Regions from separate parts of the Mus musculus genome. Here region 2 is linked to region 1. A link is a contact called in public HiChIP or PLAC-seq data. All regions are on one chromosome and are shown on one strand. Each heading gives the region's core, a stretch centred on a gene start, on an enhancer-like site or on the middle of the called end of the contact. The rest is flanking DNA. Distances are from core to core; before and after follow the strand shown. Region 1 has its middle 140 kb from the start of Spef2. Region 2 overlaps Prlr (prolactin receptor).

Region 1 (5,649 bases), core at 1,603-4,102:
ACCAGCTACCTCAAGTTCCTGCAGCAGTGCCTTCTTCACCATAATGAACTGTATTAAACTGTGAGTCTAACTAAATCTTTTCTTCCTCAGGTTGCTTTTGTCAATTATGTTGTCACAGCAACAAGATAGTAACTGACACAAAACTTTGCTATCAGCAAGTGGGGCTCTTGGTGTGACAATTTGACCGTGTGATTTTTGAGACCTTTGGAAGTGAATTTTAGAAAGAAGGGGGAATGGAGTTTGAAACTTTGGTCAAGAATATATGTCAAATGGTGTAAGCAGAGCTCTCTGTGTCATTCCAGTGAGAGCACAGAAAACAGAAATGCTGAGCAAAATGCCCACAGAAAGGAACAATGATGCTATTGTAAACTAAGACTCATGTCATTCTAGTTGTATTTTGGCAAATAATCTGGCTGAATGTGCCCATGTCCTGAGACCTTGAATAAGGCTGAACTATAAGAAATGGACTAATGTATATGACAAAAAAATGTCAAGGTATGATGACATTCTGGCTGAGATATGGTTGCCCATAACTTATACCCAGTTCTTCATTAAAGAAAGAAAAAAAAAAACACTCAGAGGGGCAGACGTTTATTTCAAACATGTAACTTATCAAGAAAAGAAGCACAGGAGAGACTCAAGTTGCAGGCAAGGCACAAGATGAGGAGAGGCAGTAATGAACCTGCTCTACATTGAGACAGGATTCCCTATCGTTTATATTGATGCTGAACTTTTACTGATGAAAAGTCAATGTTGCTTTCTCTCTAGTTGCTTCCCTTTGTTGAATACCATAGGCCTCTACAGGCATACTTAGCCTTGCAGTCTGTAGGCATATTCTTCCACCTCCACTAGACTCCTTTTGGCAGGATGATGTTCTAGCCAGTGTCTCTGCAGTGTATTGAGAGTGGGGTAAACAACCACAGCACTAAGATATGTGTAGCTGGATCTGTCTTTGTACTTTCAAGATCCACTAAGCAGTCACCACTGTGCTGAAGGGATGTCTTTGTGGGTGGCTAGCCCATTAGTTCCTTGGAACTCTTTAGTGTTAAAAACATGAATCTTATAACAGACCGATGGTATTAGAGGATGATTTGATTTATCCACTGCTGTCAAGCTCAGGGCTATCAGTTGGGCTACCAAAGCCACTCTCCGTTGGCAGGATCTGCACCTAGACACCAACAGCTAACTTTCCAATGCATTACCTGTCCCTCCCACACTCCACCATTATCTTCTATTGCTCTCATAGTACACTGATTGTACCATGATGAACCAGGTCCCCTGACAAAATTATTCCCTGTTCTCCAGGTCCCAGAATAGATCCATTTTAAATTCTAGGCACCCTCTCAAGATAACATTTAGTTTCAACCTTCTGACCCTAGGAAACTGACAGGGTTCAATTCCTCTCTATTTCTGAGCCTCCTCTCTAAAGGAATTACTTTCTCAACAAGACTTGTAACTGTATTTGAGTCTTACAAGAGCCATGCATCTGCCCTGTGGTTAGAACTGGCCATGTCTTTTCAGGAAGGTCAGCTTTTAGATAAGACTCCTGTTTCCTCCCTGGGACAATGATCTGAGCCTCTGGACTTGAATTGCTGTTGACTGTGTCAGTTTCTTTGTCTGCCCTTGTGTTTCTTTTTACTTTTCAGCTGCCCTACCACCCACTGGATGAATGTCTAAAGTTCTTTCTCTCTTCGGTGTATAGTCCACTGTGTTTTATCCTGGCTGTTCTCCTCCACATCACGTAGAAGCAGTGTCTAGGCTGTCATCTTATCTGGAGATCTCAGAAATCCAGTATTAATTAAACAAATACCTGGAGGTTTGTTACTTGGCAACAGATCATTAGCTTAGATTGCTATGTGTGCATATCAAATACAATTATAGTTGTTATTTATAACCTTTAAGAATTTACATACAAAACATAGGCACAGAAGTAGGAGTGGTGTTGCACTCATTGAGAAGGGTGCTGGAGGGCCAGGTAGGGGACGATGGGACAAGAAAGGAGGAGAAAAAAAAGTGACTAAAATCATTATATAAACTTGCAAAACTGTCAAACAACCTTAGATAACTGGAAAAATATAAAAATTAAAACAAACTGATTCTCAAAATAAAAGTGTATAAAATAATTCCATATGGATTGTCTCATTTGATATTGTCAACACTATGAAGTGGAATGGAAGGACTATTTTCACAGTAGCTATGAAACAAAACTTTGAGAGTGAAAACATCTATACAGATTGACAACTTAATACAAACTAAAGCCAATACAACTGTTTCCTACTTTATAGCATGTCTTAAAAACAAATCTATAAGCCAGGTGTGGTGGCGCACACCTTTAAACCCAGCACTCGGGAGGCAGAGGCAGGCGGATTTCTGAATTTGAGGCCAGCCTGGTCTACAAAGTGAGTTCCAGGACAGCCAGGGCTATACAGAGAAACCCTGTCTCAAAACACCAAAAAAAAAGAAAAACAAAACAAAACAAAACAAAACAAAAAAACCCAAATCTATAATCTATACATCTTAATAATAATAATCAAGCAGGTACCTTCCCATCTACCACCATCTTCCCTTTATCAATACATGAGGTTTTGCTCTGCTCTATGATACCACTGATTAAGCCTTCAAGGGAACAGATTGCCTTTGATAGCAAAAACAAGTTTAAAAATCCTCCCAAACAAAAAACAAATTCACAAACCACAGCAACAACAAAAACAACACCCAACAGAGCAATCACACAGACTACAACCTGGAAATTTCTAACATGTTTAGGCCAAACCTTCTTTCCCTCAGTGATTTACTATCACATCTGTGAAATGTGGTTCAGTGTTTATCTAAGACTTCAACTGTGAGCGCATCTTGTTTCCCTACCACTTCTCTATTTTCAGCTGAACCTCAAGCTGAGGAAAGGGATCAGCTGATAAAGGGTTTGCTGCTGTGTAAGCATGAGTACCTGACTTCAGATCCCTCAACCCCACCAAAAAAAAAAAAAAAGCCAATCGCCACGCCAATCGTGCAAAGCACCTCTGAACCCTGGTGCTGGAAGTAGTGCAGCACAGCGAAGACCCCAGGACCCCCTGATCTCACAGGCCAGCCAGACTACCCAGGAAGCTCCAGATTCCATTAAAAAACCTTCTCTAATAAGGTGGAGAGTGATAGAGGGAAACTCCTAGGTGTTGACCTCTGCCCCTCAAAGACATGCAGACAAATATGCACACATACACACGTCACGCAGACAATACAAATAAGCTTTGAAAAAAAATCCAGCCAAATTGCCTTAATTTTACACAAAAAAACAATAATTTTAATATTTTTTTCACTGAAGATACCATTTAATCTAAACTTAGAGTATGATTTTCTATTATAATTTTGAAATGTTCACTAAAGTGTCTAGACATCTCAGACAGTACCCATTTCTCACAGATTTGCTATTAAGTTTGTTTTTCTACCCTGTTACGGATGTGTGCATATGACTATTCTTGTCCGCCTTTCCCAGTCTTCTCTACCATCCCCTCTCTCCTTTTCAATCCTGTCTCCTCCCCACCAATCTATTTTTCAGGTTCATTACTTTCAGGTTTGTTTTGTGACCAATTTGGTAGGGACATCTGTGTGAGCATTGGATTGGTACTACCCACTCTAGCCTGGCGAGGTCATTAGTTGATTTACAACAGAAGGTAATGACTCCCTGTTTCCCTGAATCTATCAGTAGTATCTAGTTAAGCAATGAAGAGCAGGGCCCCCTAGGATTCCCTCTCTATCCATCTCAGATACTTTTTATAAGAATGTCTTCCAAAGTTGCTGCTTGGGAAGGATACGATACTAATTACAATCCTCACAGAGTTCTCATTTCTATATTTAAAAAAAAAAAAGAAGAAGAAGAACCTTCCTAGTATTTACTATTTAAAAAAAAAAAACTTAAATCGCCTCAATTAAATGTATGCACATAAAATTAATTGGTTTTCCCCTCAGGCTACAGTCTGAATGTATCTCTCCAATTCCTATGTTTGAAACTTGATCCCCAGTGCAGCAGGATTGGGTGATGGGACCTTTAGGGGGCATGACTCTGTCACAATGATTCAGGTTAGCTCAGAAGAAAAGACTCTTAAAACACTGGGCAAGCTTGCCATTATTCCACTGATGCTCTCTGACATGGTGTGATAGTAGGAAAAGTGTTTTCAAGAGATACGAAGAGAGCACATGTATCATGCTCTGGCATGTTCCTGCCTCAAGATTTCTCTCTACGGCCAAGCTGGCCTCAAACTCAGAATATAGTCCTAGCTGTTTTCAAACTGGAGCTCCTCATGCCTTGGCTCTGTAGTACTGGGATTACAGGCTTGCCCCATACCTGGGTCAGAAACTTTATTTTTATAAGTTGTCCAGTCTATAATATTCACCTATAACAATTGAAAACAGACATCACAGGAGAATAAAGTACATGAAATATGTATTAGCAGTACATCAAATGTTATGGTTGGTTTAATTTTACATGGCTTTTGGTTTCTATGATTTATGACTCTCTTCTAGAGAAGTGCTAACCTTCTATACTAGTGCCAGTTTCTACATGTTCATCCTAACGGCTGCCAAGTACCTTGCTTCAGGAGCTCTGACATGGTTTTATACCATTGTGTTAATTAATTAATGCTTACTCCTTCAGTATCCATGCCATGCCAGGTACTGGCTTATGACTGAGAATAAAAGCCTTTTAGATGATGAAAGCCATGACATTAGGAGTTTTTCATGCTTCGTACTGCATCCTGTGAGTCCTGTCACCTACGTTGTGTATGTAGTCAAACTCTCAGATTCAGCATTTTAGGAAGTATTTTGCAAGAATAGTATGATGATCTTTTAGGTGAGAAGTGAAATCGCACATGGCCACCATCAGTGTCTTCTGGATGTTTTGTCACAGCTAAGGTACCTCAAATACACCAAATCAATATCTTGCAAGAGAAGTAAACAGAAGCATTGGAAATCAAAGCCTTCTCATGTGAAATTCTCTGTCTGGAAATCAAGCCACAGACATGTCAGCCTGGTAACAAGATGTCAACATGACACGGAGTTGAAGATACTGAATCTGAAACAGCTTCTTAGTCTCCAGCTCAAAAGACTCATTAAGGGGCAGGACTGCACTGGCCGTTCTTTCAGAGAATGCAAGTTTAATTCCCAGTAGTTAACCAATGTCTGCAACTCCAGTTCCAGGGGAGCTGCAACTGTACACAGACATAGGCAAAACTAATACACATAAAATAAAATAACTTAAGAAGAAAATTTCAACCTTACTAAAGTCTTTTTTTCATTCACGTCATTCATCTGAAAGCTGCCCCTGAACACTTAAGGCCAGCTGTCCCTGGTGCAGCCCTGCTTGGTCTTGGGAAAAGTCCTTGGCAAAGCCATTGTGCTTGGGACATTCTGGGTTTCAAATTCCTGACACTTAGTTAGAAAAATTCTCTGAGAGAAGATGAACAGAGGGTTTCTCTAAGAATTACTGTTCTTAATTTGAACTGTGCTAGCACAGGCTCAACAAACGCTACTGTCAATTATGGCTGTACTGTGCGCTGCACTGTGCAAAGCAAAGGATTTCAGCAGATTCCAAAGCACATTGACAGAATCACTCCCAGCCATCAAGCTCCCTTTTAAAAATGGTGACCCACATTGATT
Region 2 (5,522 bases), core at 2,335-4,834, 420 kb after region 1:
CTATTTACCTCTTGAAGGTAATACTGTCTCCTATTATTTGGGATGCTTTCCACAATGTGGATGGGAGGGAATACTGTAGGCCATTGGACCCTGCCTAGTTTTCCATCTAGGAAGGAGTCATTCTAGGTTCCCAAAAGAATGAGCCGGACTATAGATTGCAAACTCAGCTGTTGACCTCAATGGAAGAGGGTTGGTTTAATGGAGAACAGTAATAAAGAGGGGCTTCTGGAAGGAGTGGGTCTAAGTAGGACCACTGTTGATGCACAAGGCATACCTAGGGGAAAATGGTTAGTTTTCTTGGCATTTGTGCCACAGCAGGATGGGGCATGGGAAGAGTCTGAATAAGGTAATGCAAAGTGGCATGGTGATGAGAGAGTCTGAGAATCCAGAGGTGAGAAAGACAAATCAGATGGGCATGGACAAAGCAGATGAAAGTTAGGAACTCACTGTAAACCTGCTCAGAGACAGACTTTTCACTTGTCAATCACAGTCATACTTAGAGAGATGGGGATGTGTGCACCCTAAGATGACCTTAAGCTGAGTATGAAAGGCTCAGGTTTTGCTAACTGGACTCCAGATATTTGAAGCAGTTGCACTATACCATCATGCAAAGTTGTGGGTCCTCATCGGTATTCCAACCCCAACTGAAGCAGTCAATAAGGAGGGCCATGCTCCCTTCAACCTGGATCTGCTTGCAGTGAAGAATGGATTCAGAAAGATAAAAAAAAAAAAAAAAACTTCACTTAGTCTTGTGTCTGATTACCATAAAATCTTGTCTGTGGATCAGGAGAGGGTGTGCTCAATGCTAGGACAAAAGAACTATGTACTGTGCGATCGGGGTTAACATTGAGCATAGCCAAAATGAGTGGCCATTTTGTTTCCCTCTGAAAGTTTTCTTACCACATCATGGTTACCTTGCCAGAGGATAAGGTGAAGATTGAGTTGGGAAGTCACTGTCAAAAACGCATTGGGAATGTGTCTAATTCCTTGACACGGGCAGCTTGGGGCATTAGGAAGTGCATGGGTGTGACCAGATTCCAGCATATGTAGAAAAAAGTTATCTAATGAGAACACCAAGCATTTTTACAACTTTAATGAGAAGGATTTTTGATCCTACACCAGCAGAAGAGGAAATACAAACAAATAACTAAATCCACTCTGGCTTCTGCCTACCTGGATTCCTATCTGAGTATTTCATTTGCAAAACAGTCATAGACCTGTCTGGCAGAGGTTTCCCGATTTCACCCACGAAGGGTGATTTATAGCATGGTGATCTCAGATGTTGTTTTATGTGATGCCCAAAGGAGGAGGGAAGTTTTAACACGGGGATATTTTAGAGCACCTTCAGCCAGGAAGCAGAATCTGACTCCCAAGCCAGGCTGAGTTTAAAGTATGTTCAAGATGAAGAACGCTTCCCAGGTTATACACAAATAAGATCAACAGCATTAGACACCCTTAAGAACGAGTAGAGCCATAACTGATGACCTCTGTCTACCCTAGCTCTCTGGCTCCTGCTTACCCATGTAACCAGGTATTTTTCTCTCCATGGGTCAATTGCTCTTGTCTTATGTATCACTCTATAGAAGGGTCAGTTTCACTGTCTGTCACAGGTATCACACAACTCTTGATTTCTCAGATGCTCTGGGACTTGCCAGATCTCTCTCCCTCTCCCTCTCCCTCTCCCTCTCCCTCTCCCTCTCCCTCTCCCTCTCCCTCTCCCTCTCCCTCTCCCTCTCCCTCTCCCTCTCCCTCTCCCTCTCCCTCTCCCTCTCCCTCTCCCTCTCCCTCTCCCTCTTCCTCTCCCCCTCTCTCTCTTTCTCTCTCTCCTGTCAGCGTGTGGATAACAGTCTACTAAATCTCTCTACACTCAGTCTCTGTACCTGTTAAACCGAGCTGGTGGAAACCAATGTCTCCTTATGAGGCCATGAAAAAGACAAAATAAAATTCAAGTGATGGAAGAACTCACACCAGTGCCTGTTAGAACAAGTTCATTATTTAAAACCTATCAGAAGCTGCTGAGCACTTGGTTTAAAGAGGATGGCCCTGAGAGATTAAAAGAAGTAGGTTAGATTGAGACTGTGCTACCTAGATGTGTATTTGCAAGGAATCTAGGCAAAGCAAGCAAAAGGTCTCCAGAACTTTGCTGAGCCCATTAATGGATTGGATTCAGTTCTCAACCAGAACATTCGATAGAAGGGCACCGCTTGTTGGTATGTGCGTACCCCAAGCTTCCAGTGTCGTTAAAATGTCTATTTTTGAGTGATTCCACAGCAGTAGTGGCAGGTGTTCTACACCTTCAGAAAGCTGTCCGTTGCGTGGTATGTATTTGGCAGACAGAGCACATCCCCTGATCAGGAGGATGGATTCTGTGCCTCTGGGGGCTCATCACACATCTCTTCACAATGCTTGAAGAGTCTATGACGGAGAACTTTGCCTCCTAGATGTTCTTCCCTTGATTTAAAAATAAAATTTAAAAGGAAATGAAAACCATGTGCTTCTGGAAATTTATATGTCGTTCATCAAAATCTATTGTTTTTTTGGAGCACTGTCTGAAGTCTAATAAGACTAATGAGTCTTTTTTTTTTTAATAAAAAAAGTCTTTAAAATCTTTCTTAAAAAGGCAGGAACTTGAGAAGCTTTGAAAACGGTTCCAAAGAGTAAAAATAATAATATTAATAAATTGCTCAAAACTCTCAAGCCCTGCAAGTTCAAAATTGACTTAATACCCTGAACCCAAGAGGTTTGAATTATTACTGTTCATTGTCTCTTGTTATGGGGCTTTACAGAAGGGAGAAAGAAGCCACACGGAGGGCCACTAAAATTCATTATGAGGTTTGCTTCACAGCCATGGCCATATCCCTGGAGAGTTCCTGAACCTTCTCAGCCTGAACTTAGACAGGAACCTCCACCCTGACCATCCCACTCTCAATCTGGCAGGATCGATAAATTGACCTGGTTTATGCTCTGGATACTGGAGCAAGAACCCTCCATGAATGGTTCTCCTGTGGGGAGCACAGTCTATATTATATAAATGGGTGATGTGCTATTAGACAGCTAAACAATCATGTGGAAAGATGAATGCAGAAAATAATAAAATAATAATATAATAAAATAAAATAAAAAGCCAACAGCCTGAACTGTCTTCCTGAAGAGACTTCCCCTGAACTCTCTACACTGTTGTCTGACGACCTCTTGTGGTGAAATCTTTGCCAGCAAGTGTGAATCAGGGCTTCTTAGCCAAGCCATCCCATGTTACATTTTACTAGATTCTCTTCCCACTGTTTTGTCGCTCACATTAAGCAAGGAGCAAGAACCAGTTGCAAGCACCCAGAATAAAAGTAAATGGTGCATGTGCCTGAGCGGTTGTCATTTAACAAATGTCACCTGGTGCTTTCTCTTCCAGGGAGCCTCTGATCTATTGCCTGTAGCAAGAAGAAGGGCCAGCCTGAAGCAAAACATGTCATCTGCACTTGCTTACATGCTGCTTGTCCTCAGCATCAGCCTCCTGAATGGTAAGAGACTCTCTTCTTGCTCTCCTTGCCTGAAGTGTTTATCGGGGGGGGGGGGGGGGGGGGTGGAGAGGCTGTCTCTGTCTGTTGCAATGCAGCTGTGAGAAAGGAAGACGTCTGGGTCATGTGCTGCTACTAAATTATTTGCCACACTTCTGCATTAAAATTAATGCCTGATCTTATCATGCACCCCCTCTCTTCCATCCCCATTTTGAGAGGGCACTGAGAGGGCACTGGAGATGGACTTGCCATCCAGGTTCTTACAGTTGCCAGCTACATGACTTGAACCACTTGTGTGTCTCTCCGTGGTTTTAATTTCTCCAAAGGAGGATAGTTATATTTCACATAGTTCAGATGGATTAATGCATTTGAAAATACCTTTGGACAACCATAAAATAACACACAGGATTGCTATTACAAGGTGAGAAAGAAGTGCAGCCACTTCCAGTATGTGTGCAACTCAGAGAAACAAAATTCAGAGCTAAATGAAAAGCTGTGTGATTATCTACATAGGTTTCCCTATCTACTTCTATGTCTTTCTGGACATGTGTACTTCTGAATGTAACAATGTACATACCAACTGTTTATAGTACTGGGCTATAAATGCTTCTGTGTGAATATATGTGTATATGTGAATACCAATGAGTAACCTCTGTGTATATCGTGTACATATGTGTGTATATATATGGGGTGTGTGTGTGTACCAATATATTGCCATCATTATGCCTTTGCTTGTATTTCTCTCTGGATATGTTTATATGGATGTTATGCATTATCTGTGTATATGGAATCAGCATAGGCAAGTGTCTGCATTTCTTGGACTTGTATCATATCCCTTGTATTGCACTGAGATAGTCCATAAACTTTGTTTCCTCTAGGGACATGAAAGTAACATTTGACTACTTGTCATTTCACATCATTTCACAGCCTTACCTTTCCCCCCTAGAAGGTTGTTTGGCTTGCTTAGTTTTTCAAGACAGGATTTCTCTGTGTAGCCCTAGCTATCCTGGAACTCACTCTGTAGACCAGGCTGGCCTCAAACTCAGAAACCTGCCTGCCTCTGCCTCCTAGGATTGATGAGATTTTTTAATGAATATTTCTCTCTACATAATTTGCTTCTCCTCACCCATGGCAGAATAAAACAAGCAAAAGAAACCTTGTATTTTTGCAATGACTCCCAAAAGCACTATCCTGACAAAATCTTCCCTGGAGGATGAACAATGCTCCAAATATTGGTAGATCCACACAATGCTCACACAGATTCTTTTCAGCAGTTCTAAGCTACTGTGATGCTTTGCTGGCCAGCCCATGGCCCCATTTGGTACACCATACTAGATCATCCATTAAGTTCTTCCTTAACACATTTCGTACAGAAATGTGGTTCCTGTTCATACAGATCCCTTTGCCATGATTCCCCTGACCTGATCTGCTGGATGGGTGAGTAGCTAAAGTTCCTACCTGTGAGCCTTTGTGAAAAATTGAATAAATGTGGGGGAACATATAGAAGACCCCTGAGCTGCTAACACCAAGGCAAAATGGGGGGGGGGGTGGAAAATAAGATATACCATCAGTTATAATTGGCCTTCCAAGCCGACAGCATCATGACAAAATCCCAGCATTATTCTGTTCCTTTCAACATAACAACCAAACATGAGAATTGGAGATCAGCTTGCAAAGAGTTCTGGAGATTAAGCAAGTGAAAAATCTCATACCGTTGGCCACCTCACATCCTGCCTACCTTCTTTCTTCTAGCCTGAGAGTGGGAACAGCTCTCCCCACTCAGAGTGGAATGACCCTCTATCTTTTCTCTTACCATACCGCTTTGTGAAAATCTGCAGAACTACAAGGTCACCTGCCCGGAAAAAGAAAAAAAGAAAGGAGGTCAGGGCATAAATACAAAAGGAGACTAAGACTGAGAGTCAGTAAACAGCAAAAGGGAGAATTACAAGATACTAGACCATTAATCTGTAGATTGTTCAGCCATAGGTAGGACATCTGCATTGAACTCACACA

The links. HiChIP or PLAC-seq counts read pairs in DNA pulled down with a chosen protein or histone mark.
Region 2: a contact with region 1 is called in an H3K27ac HiChIP or PLAC-seq map of embryonic stem cells, with 7 times the contacts expected there. The contact joins two enhancer-like sites. A contact is called at or near these places in 1 of 484 Hi-C or Micro-C datasets (trophoblast stem cells), 3 of 115 datasets of contacts at active chromatin or transcription factors (embryonic stem cells and large pre-B cells) and 2 of 9 other capture datasets (embryonic stem cells and liver).

What each region holds. Positions count from the first base shown.
Region 1 is chr15:9,888,774-9,894,422 of GRCm38.p6, forward strand. No RefSeq gene overlaps it. Among named protein-coding and RNA genes, the nearest start is that of Spef2, 140 kb to the left of the region's middle. Within about 2 kb of position 2,853, at least 12 of the 459 cell types and tissues checked have an H3K27ac peak or open chromatin away from gene starts, as enhancers often do.
Region 2 is chr15:10,310,762-10,316,283 of GRCm38.p6, forward strand. Prlr (prolactin receptor) reads left to right here. Exons shown (of 10, transcript NM_011169.5): 3 at 3,404-3,512. The coding sequence starts at 3,458. Among named protein-coding and RNA genes, the nearest start is that of Gm41269, 44 kb to the right of the region's middle. Within about 2 kb of position 3,585, at least 3 of the 459 cell types and tissues checked have an H3K27ac peak or open chromatin away from gene starts, as enhancers often do.